Regions from separate parts of the Mus musculus genome. Here all the other regions are linked to region 1. A link is a contact called in public Hi-C and HiChIP or PLAC-seq data. All regions are on one chromosome and are shown on one strand. Each heading gives the region's core, a stretch centred on a gene start, on an enhancer-like site or on the middle of the called end of the contact. The rest is flanking DNA. Distances are from core to core; before and after follow the strand shown. Region 1 overlaps Senp2 (SUMO/sentrin specific peptidase 2). Region 2 overlaps Igf2bp2 (insulin-like growth factor 2 mRNA binding protein 2). Region 3 overlaps Igf2bp2 (insulin-like growth factor 2 mRNA binding protein 2).

Region 1 (3,102 bases), core at 409-2,908:
AGGCCAGCCTGGTCTACAGAGTGAGGCCCTCAGCTGCTGTGGCCTCTGAGGACAGCCAGGGCTATACAGAGAAACCCTGTCTCAAACAAAACAAAACAAACACAGTCAGATGGACCATATCTGGACTCTTGGCCACAGCTGGCAAGTCTGCTATAAAGTAATAACCACCCAGAACCCCAAGGACAGCAGGACAGCCTTCATTCATCATTCCTATGCTCAAGACAGTGGCCACTGGAGACCCATGCTCTTAAGAAGCACCTACTTGCCCACAAGCCCTTATAACTGAGGGATGAGAGACATCTGGGAAGGGCCCAACTTAAGAACTATTCGCTTATTCCTGAGTGCTGACTAGCTACCATACCGAGGAGACTCACAGTTCCTCATGGTTATTTGTAAATGTAATTTGCAAAGTGAGAAAACTTAATTCTAAATGAAATCTTAGAATTAAATGAGCCATGTACCTCTTTTCACTTCTCATTGAACAGAGAGGTCCTCTTGTTTCAACAACTCTATCTGTGGGGATGGAAAGAAAAGATCCTTTACTAACCAATCACAGGCTGGCATTTCAATCCACAGATTGCAAGGACCAGCACATTTGTCTGCATCGATGCTAATGTGAGTTAAAAAGCACTGGGGGCCTCACAAAGAAGCACCTAAAGTACATGTAACTTTTTCTTCCTTAAATCCTGAGCACAACTGATACCAGTTCATTCCATAAGCTAAAGTCATTCAGTGAACAGTTATTGGAGAAATATAAGGAAGTAAATCAATTTTAATCTCACAAAATACAATACTATACAGGCATTTCAACAATCAACTTAATCTCAAAACAGTTTTCTTTTTTAAAATAAAACTTCAGGTACTAGATAAGTGCTAGCCAATGTCTTGAAGCCTGACAATATTTTATGGCCTGGTATACCATATTTCAGTAGCGTGCTCTCACATAAACTATGGGCAGTGTCTTAAGAAAGAGCTAAATGTGGAACTCACACTGTTTTGGAACAAAATGGGTTGTTCTGACGCCATGATTCTGCTCCTCCACCCAGCCTTTGGTCTTTAATGTGTCCATCTGAATTCTCTGAGAACTTAGAAAGACAACAGTGAGGAAGATAAGATCACATACAAGGGGAGACAGACCTTAGAGTACAAGTATTCCCATCCCAACCCATAGCAGGAGAACAACAAAACCTACGATACGTAACGGCTAAAGTTAAAATTCCCAGATAACAATTCATTCTTTCTGCATTCAATAAGCTAGACAATGCTGTGACTCAACTTGCTAGTTCCATACTTATGAGACTCTGCGTCTTTGCAATCACGTGCTAAGTTACAAGATGAGCTGACACTCTGGACCTGCACATTCCTGCCCACCTCTCCAGATCAGACATCACTTCCTCTCCACCCTCACTTATCTGCAATGTCAGAAGCAAAGTCCTTATGACTAGTTGACTTTAATCTTGTTTCTAAGCAGAAGATGCTAAAGTGCAATCACCAGATGCCTCAGAGATTGTGTGTGTGTGTGTGTGTGTGTGTGTGTGTGTGTGTGTGTGTGTGTGTGTGTGTGTAAGGCAAGGAAAATGAAATACAAAGACTGTGACAGGGTAAAGAAGGAAGCAAAAAAGGGAAGGAAAAGCTGGGCAGCAGGAAGGAACCAGGACAAAGGCAGGCAGGCAGACAGACAGACAGACGTTGTGGGAAGTATTTGTGTTGACAAGTCTGGGAGGGGATTTCCTTTTGCTACATGAGTAAGAGTTCATGTGAGTTAGATGTGGTATCAAATGAATATAATCCCAGCAAGTGGGAAGTGGAGGTAGAGAACTATAAATTCCAAGCTAGCCTATGCTAGATAGTGAGATCTTGTCTTGAAAAACAACAAAACAAAACAAAACAAAAAATCAAAACAAACAAATAAACAAACCCAGCCAGGCAGTGGTGGTGTACACCTTCAATCCCAGCAGAATTCAGGAAGCAGACGCAGGCAGATCACTGTGAGTTTGAGGCCAGCCTGGTCTACAGAGTGAGTTCCAGGACAGTCAAGACTACACACAGAGAAACTCTTTCTCAAAATACAAAAAACAAACAAACAAAAAAAAAAAAAAAAAGAAAGAAAGAAAAAAGAATTCATGTGGGCAAAGGACTGTAAAACTAACAGAAAATCCCATTCTGTAGCCACTGTGTAATATCAGACGTTGTCTAAGCACTGTGTACAGTGTCAGACAAACTACACCGCAGTTCTCTTCACACCATCACCGCTCTAAAACCAAAAAAATGGATCTGTACTAAGGAAAAAGTCTCACAAAGCAATTTCTCTTACCTGTGGTGTGAAACCGTGGGAGGGAACGTGCTTCCATGAGCACCTTCTTTAAGTCGCTCCAATAACTTTCGATACTTTTCTCTTTCATCCTTTTGGACACCCTGAATATAAAGTACGCGAGGTGAGTAGTAGCACAGAAACTTAGCCTCAGATCTAAGTAGACACTAGCCGGGGAGAGGTAGCCACAGACAGACTTCACTTGGAGCACATTGCTCTTAGAGTTGCTTTAGTCAAATTCTAGTTTTATACTTCTTTAAAAATCCCAGGGCTGGGGAGATGGCTCAGTGGTTAAGAGCACTGACTGCTCTTCCAGAGGCCCTGAGTTCAAATCCCAGCAACCACATGGTGGCTCACAACCATCTGTAATGGGATCTGATGCCCTCTTCTGGTGTGTCTGAAGACAGCTACAGTGTGTTCATATAAATAAATAAATAAATAAATAAATAAATAAATAAATAATAATAATAATATAAATAATAATAAAAAAAATCCCAAATCCTGCCAGGCGTGGTAGCACACGCCTTTAATCCCAGCACTCGGGAGGCAGAGGCAGGCGGATTTCTGAGTTCGAGGCCAGCCTAGTCTACAAAATGAGTTCCAAGACAGCTAGGGGCTACATAGAGAAACCCTGTCTCAAAAAACAAAAGAGAAAAAGAAAAAAAACCAAATCCTGAGCTCTTTAGAGAACAACTACATGGAGCCCTCCCCTTTAGGCCGGCCACTTGCTTTCCACTCTGCTTCACTATTTACACTATCTGTTAGACCCAAAGTCCTCAATCTGTGGGTCG
Region 2 (3,102 bases), core at 417-2,916, 92 kb before region 1:
TGAAAATAGAATGGAATGACTCAGCGAACCACTTAGGCTGGGGTGAATCTAAGTCAGTGTGCCAAAGAGATAGCAGCGCAGCGCATGCGTCCTTCACAGTGGCCAAGATAGCAGCGCAGCGCATGCATCCTTCACAGTGGCCAAGGTATGGGGCCGCAGGGAAGCCCTTCAGCAGGTGAGTGGATTAAAAGCTTTGGCAAATATGCTCAGTGGATACACATAGCACATATGCACAAAATACTCCTCAGCCGTAAAGAGGAGTGAAATGCCATACCAGGGGAATGAAGGAGCAGGAGATCATGTCAAGTGAGACAAGCTGGGCTCAGAAAGACAAAGACCAGGGGTTTTCTCTCCTATGTCTACGCTAGACTCTAAAATATAGGAAGGTCATGGAAGGGGGACTGTGTAAGGAGAGAGAAGGGTCTAACTGGAGGGGAGAGCCAGGGACAAGAAAGGGGAGAGGAATAAGAGTGTGTGTGTGTGTGTGAGAGAGAGAGAGAGAGAGAGAGAGAGTGTGAAAGAGAGGACTGTCTGATGGGAGAAGAGGAGCCATCAGTAGATAAAAGGAGAACAGTGGCAGAGCAGATCTGATTAGCCACACAGACGAATTATTTTGATGTTTATTGCTATTTAAATTGCACTTGATAAGAGCTCCTATTTGATAGTAGCTGAAAATGTGGGCCCCATTGCAGTGGTCAACAGCTGTGGACAGTAAGTTCGTTACCCAACTATAAGAAACTGCATCTTCCTTTCCTTTCCTTTCCTTTCCTTTCCTTTCCTTTCCTTTCCTTTCCTTTCCTTTCCTTTCCTTTCCTTTCCTTGCCTGCATCTTTCTTCCTTCCTTCCTGCATCTTTCTTCCTTCCTTCCTTCCTTCCTTCCTTCCTTCCTTCCTTCCTTCCTTTTAAGATTTATTTATTTTATGTAAATGAGTACACTCTTACTCTTTTCAGACACACCAGAAGAAGGCATCAGATCCCATTACAGATGGCTGTGAGCCACCATGTGATTGCTGGGAATTGAACTCAGGACTTCTGGAAGAGAAGTTGGTGCTCTTAACCGCTGAGTCATCTCTCCAGCCCCCAAAATGCACATTTTCTCCATGTGTCTCTGCCTTTGGTTTGGGGGAAGAAGTGGAGCAAGCAGGTGATGTTTTTACAGAACTGAAGCTCATGTATCTGTACCCATTACGGTTGCTCCTTACAAAGAGCCTGCCTTTAGGAATAGTCTGCATTTAGGCTCACAGCGTCACTTCCTGATGGACAGGAATTTCACCCAAGAGATCTGTTACCATTGTAGTCTCATCTGTCTAGAAATCTAGAACCAGCATGTTTTCTGTTCTCGGGTTCCACAGGACTTCTATAGTCAACAAGTTTAAGTTAAGGGTGAAATCAGGATCTGGCCGTGAACTTGTTGTTGAAGCCCCGACTGTGGGAAGCGTGGCTCAGCTTCCCCAGTCTCCCAGCCCTGCTCCATGCTTCCTTGCTTTTGGAAGCATCTTCTCCATGGGTCCCTATCCTTCAGGCACCCACAGTGAGGAGGGCATGGTGCATCATATCATACATCAGCATCTAGGACACTGACAAGAGGGCAGAGAGAACAGGAAGGAAGCGAGTGGTCAGAGCCCGAGCAGGGAGGGGGCCTGTGCGCCTCGCCATGCTCACGTGCTCACGCCTCGCCGCGCCTCGCCTCACCATGCCTCGCCTGCTCCTCTGCTGACCTGCGCTCGCTGCTTCTCACTGGTGTCCACAGCAAGCCCCTCTCCCACTGCTGCCACGTAAACTTGAGCTTACCGGTCCAAAGAATATGTGTCTCAATTTTATTTTGTGTGTATCCCTTGTATCACTAAATAGATAGCTAAATGGGGGAAGCGTGTGTGTTTAGAGCAGAAGTTAGAGCAAATCACTGCTTTGGCAGCTTTGGGCCAAAAAAAGAAACTAAAACTCTCTAAGTGTGCTTTCTATTCTGAGGCCGCCACAAGATGTTTTGTGCTGCAGTTGATTCCTCGGTCATGAGAAGTCGTAGGAGGGGCTCAGCATGACGCTATCTCTCAAAAAAATATTAATTTGGACTTGAGTTTAAAATTAGCAAGGGGAAGGAGGGGGAAGAAATAAATCATTGGACTCAAGTGATCCGGAAGCCAAAGAGTAGACACCTCATGGTGGGAGGGGAGACATACATAGATAGTTCCTGCCAGTACAGCCACACCGTCTCCGGGTAGCACTGTGAGACCTGTCAAGTAGAACCCTCAGTGAGTTGTAACCCAGGTCACCCCTCGTGTAGGCTGGAACCTGAGTCAGTAAGGCTTGTGACTAATGGCTTGTCATGTCAGCTGCTTTATCGTAACATAATGACACACAGGAGAGGCGGTCACTACCTATTTTTAGGGATCTTCCTTCTGGGAATCATGGTGAACGTGGTCTGCAGAAAACCACTTCCGGGCCTGTGTTGTAGACCTCCCAAGACAGAGCCACCTCCTGGCGAACTATGGGTGCTCCGAGATCACACCCTCCACATACTTGAGATCTGAATTGTTCAAGAGTTACAGGTATTTATATACCTGAATGAAATAACCAGGTCCTAGCTATGAACCCAGCAGCAGAAGTTGCTACAGATGTGAATGGAGACCTCACATGGTTGTTCCATTTTCTGAAAGTCTACTTTGTCCCTGGGGTGTGCAGTAAGTCAGGCACTGGAGCTGAGGCCCTGCTTAGAGTCCTTACCGCTTAGAGGCCTCTCTTAGCTCCCTACATTGAGAGAAGACAGAAGCCTGCCAAAACACCAAGGATGATATTTAAATGATTGAGGCTTTTCCTGCTAATAACTTGTCTATGTTACATTTTTCAGTCTGTTTCAATTGCTTGATCAATAGGATTTTTTTTTTTTTTTTCTTTAAGACTGATAGCCTAGGTTCATGTAGTGGGCAGGTCTCAAGGGAAGCAAGCAGGGTGTCCACAAGCCACTCAGAGCTGCTCAGTGAATACAGCTTAGCCTCTGGCCCTTGTTACTGCTTGAGCGCCGCCTCCTTTGGGATAACTCCAGACCCACCCCCTCCTGATTGCTTACTCTGTAGTCTTATTTAGGAGCGGAGTGCATGGTGGGAA
Region 3 (3,102 bases), core at 226-2,725, 70 kb before region 1:
TGGGGTGTTCAGAGTTTGCATCACACGGGACCAATGGTTTCCTGTAACTGTGCTCACCTCACCTCCAGAGACCACACTCAGATTAACCTCCTGGAATCCTCCAGCTTACTTTCAATTACTCCCCCAAATTTTCAGGATCCTCCATTGCCTTAAAATAGTCTATATCTACTTGTAGAATCTATGGTTGCATAGCAAGCCCAAATTAGCTCAAATATAAACTCTGTATATGTACAGATTCTGTGGGTCAAGAATGGTGTAGTAAGTGCTGGGCGTGATGGCCCACGCCTTTAATCCCAGCACTTGGAAGGCAGAGGCAGGCAGATTTCTGAGTTCAAGGCCAACCTGGTCTACATAGTGAGTTCCAGGACAGCCAGGGCTACACAGAGAAACCCTGTCTCAAAAAACAAAACAAAACAACAAAACAAATAAGCAAACAAAAAAGCTATCCTAGCAGTCTACATTTTGAGCTGGAGAGATGACTCAGCGGTTAAAAGCACTGACTATTCTTCTGAAGGTCCTGAGTTCAAATCCCAGCAACCACATGGTGGCTCACAACCACCCGTAATGAGATCTGACGCCCTCTTCTGGAGTGTCTGAAGATAGCTACAGTGTACTTACATATAATAAATAAATAAATCTTAAAAAAAAAAAAAAAGAATGGTGTAGTAAGAGATTTTGTCTTTGCCCTATGTCTGGAATTTCTACTGGGAAGACTCAATGGCAGGGGTAATTGGGCATGGTAGTCTCCAAAACTCATTGATACTGCCCATCGTTAAACTTCGTTTCATGGCTAGCTGCTGGGAAGATTCAGACTTGTGTTGGTCTGGTGACCCAGCTTCCTAGTCTGTGGACTTAGTTCCCTGAAGGCAGAGGCTGGGGTGTGGAGCTCTGCCTGCCCCAGCAGAGGCTACGCTGCAGATTGAGCATGGAACCCTGTTCCTGCTCACCCTCTCTGTCTGAAGCTCAACCCAGGGGCTGCGCCGTAGGACTCTGGTGGGTTTCAGTGTCCACTAAGTATGGTGTCCTTTTCCAGGTGCAGGCCTCCCTGGGCCTGAGTCACCTCTGGTTTTGCTTGTGGGACTCGCCCTTGGGTTCTCCCTCTCCTTGATTGGCAGCTGCTCCCTGGGAAGCTTTGCTTGATATTTTTTTCTGCAGTTCTGCACAGCAGGCTTCTACATTTCATCCTTCATCCTTCTCGGCTCCCAGATGATAATTTATAACTGGCGCTGGATAAGGATTTCTAAAACTTCTCTTAAGTTCGGCTGTTTGCCCTGTTTGTTAAAATTCTAATTCGAGTAAGGCTCATTGAGATGTTTGGGGTTTTTGTGATCCATCTGTAGCCTGAACCACAGGAGGCCTGTGCTGGCCCTCTGCCCCGCCTTCTCTTTGCAGCAGGCTTGCTCTGACTGCAGTTTGGAATCGTCTTGTCTAGCTGCCTGCCTCTCAGCTCACTGCCTCACGGCACAGCTTTGATGAAAGGGGAAATGAATCACCAGTGTTGGATCAGGTGTTGACTTCCTGTGTACAACTTCCTGTTAGTGGGTGCACACAGATGGAATTTTTCGAATACTAATAAATCATTGACATTGATTTGATTTGCCTACATCTTGTGATGGCCCTGGCTGAGGAGAGGAAGGGTTTTCTTGATTACTTAGACATTCGCTCTCGGATCAAGCGACACACAGTAAATACACCTGTGTCTTCCTTTTGGAATGGCTGCAAAGGGGTTCAAGCTACTGGAGCTCAAGCGTCTTCTCAGATGCCTGAGATGGGAATCCCAAAGTCATCATTGTGGGAGCAGAGAAAAGCGCCTGGGCTGGAGTGCTAAGATGGCTGCCCGTGAGGCAGAGCAGGCTGCAGAGCAGGGTTGAGCTGCAGCTGTGAGTGTGGTGGAGGCCAGAGAGGCTGAGAGCAGACTGGTTCAGGTGACTGAAGGCCTGGACAAGTGGAAAGCAGTTTGAGAGTCAACAGAGTGGCTTTCTGGGGTTGGGGGTGTGTGTGGGGGGGGAGGTGTGTGTGGGGAGGTTGGGAGCTCTCTGTCTGTTAGGTTGGGTTGTCACCTGTATGTTAGGTGCTCTTTTTTTTTTTTTTTGGTTTTTTGTGACAGGATTTCTCTGTGTAGCCCTGGCTGTCCTGGAACTCGCTCTGTAGACCAGGCTGGCCTCGAACTCAGAAATCCTCCTGCCTCTACCTCCCAAGTGCTGGGATTAAAGGTGTGTGCCACCATGCCCGGCCCTAGGTGTCCATTTTATGGGAGCCTTGTGAGGGTGCTGCCCCCTTGCCCCAGCTTCATGTCTCTTCAGGCCTGGTTTTCTGATTTAACTTTAACACACCATGTGCTCATACACTTTAGTAACTCTGTAGAGGTGTGCCCTTCTATAAGGGGCAGCCATTGTCAGTGTACTGTGTGGCTGTGCTAGGCAGGTGAGGCCCTTCACATGTCTGAGAAAATGTTCTTGACAAAATCCTCCGAATTGGTTATAAATCACATTTTTATCTAGGAAGTTACCCCTAATTAATGTTCCTCAGTTTAAAGGCAGTAGATATATTTGAAATTTGGAGAAAACAAATTCAGTTGTTGTTGTTTTTAAAGCAATTTTTATTCTGTCTTACCATAGTCTGCTCATCTATTTTTCAAAAAGATTCTCTGGGATTTTTTTTTAATTAGGTATTTTCTTCATTTACATTTCAAATGCTATCTCAAAAGCCCCCCATCCCCTGATTTTTTTTGTTTTTTAAAGGTGAATTTAAATCCCTATATTTGTCTTGGTGCTAGGAGACTGATCCCAAGGCCTTGATCATACCAGGCAGTCTGGAGCTGTTCAGTCTCAGGAGATTTTTATGCATTCAAATTGTGTAACTTGAGCTCTAGAAGCTAATTAAAAAAAAAAATCAAGCCGGGCAGTGGTGGCGCACGCCTATAATCCCAGCACTTGGGAGGCAGAGGCAGGCGGATTTCTGAGTTCGAGGCCAGCCTGGTCACAGAGTGAGTTCCAGGACAGCCAGGGCTACACAGAGAAAACCTGTCTCAAAAAACCTAAAATAAATAAATAAATAAATAAATAAATAAATAAATAAATAAATCAATCAATCAATCAATCA

The links. Hi-C and Micro-C count contacts between places; a contact is called where the count stands out from the background. HiChIP or PLAC-seq counts read pairs in DNA pulled down with a chosen protein or histone mark.
Region 2: a contact with region 1 is called in a Hi-C map of bone marrow-derived macrophages, with 38 read pairs. The contact joins two enhancer-like sites. A contact is called at or near these places in 3 of 39 promoter capture datasets (the C10 cell line, epiblast stem cells and neutrophils), 7 of 484 Hi-C or Micro-C datasets (the CH12 cell line, the P5424 cell line, Sertoli cells and 4 more), 6 of 115 datasets of contacts at active chromatin or transcription factors (bone marrow-derived macrophages, embryonic stem cells and microglia) and 4 of 9 other capture datasets (adipose tissue, bone marrow-derived macrophages, liver and 1 more).
Region 3: an H3K4me3 HiChIP or PLAC-seq map of bone marrow-derived macrophages shows a contact between it and region 1, with 2.6 times the contacts expected there. The contact joins two enhancer-like sites. A contact is called at or near these places in 1 of 39 promoter capture datasets (neutrophils), 2 of 484 Hi-C or Micro-C datasets (the C10 cell line and nephron progenitors), 2 of 115 datasets of contacts at active chromatin or transcription factors (bone marrow-derived macrophages and embryonic stem cells) and 3 of 9 other capture datasets (adipose tissue, liver and pancreatic islet).

What each region holds. Positions count from the first base shown.
Region 1 is chr16:22,025,952-22,029,053 of GRCm38.p6, reverse strand. Senp2 (SUMO/sentrin specific peptidase 2) reads right to left here. Exons shown (of 17, transcript NM_029457.3): 7 at 2,315-2,415; 8 at 991-1,085; 9 at 462-513. Among named protein-coding and RNA genes, the nearest start is that of Senp2, 18 kb to the right of the region's middle. Within about 2 kb of position 1,658, at least 18 of the 459 cell types and tissues checked have an H3K27ac peak or open chromatin away from gene starts, as enhancers often do. A contact at or near this core is called in bone marrow-derived macrophages and microglia, where this site is marked.
Region 2 is chr16:22,118,270-22,121,371 of GRCm38.p6, reverse strand. The region is part of intron 2 of Igf2bp2 (insulin-like growth factor 2 mRNA binding protein 2); the gene reads left to right. Among named protein-coding and RNA genes, the nearest start is that of Igf2bp2, 43 kb to the left of the region's middle. Within about 2 kb of position 1,666, at least 116 of the 459 cell types and tissues checked have an H3K27ac peak or open chromatin away from gene starts, as enhancers often do. A contact at or near this core is called in bone marrow-derived macrophages and microglia, where this site is marked.
Region 3 is chr16:22,096,179-22,099,280 of GRCm38.p6, reverse strand. The region is part of intron 2 of Igf2bp2 (insulin-like growth factor 2 mRNA binding protein 2); the gene reads left to right. Among named protein-coding and RNA genes, the nearest start is that of Igf2bp2, 66 kb to the left of the region's middle. Within about 2 kb of position 1,475, at least 50 of the 459 cell types and tissues checked have an H3K27ac peak or open chromatin away from gene starts, as enhancers often do. A contact at or near this core is called in bone marrow-derived macrophages, where this site is marked.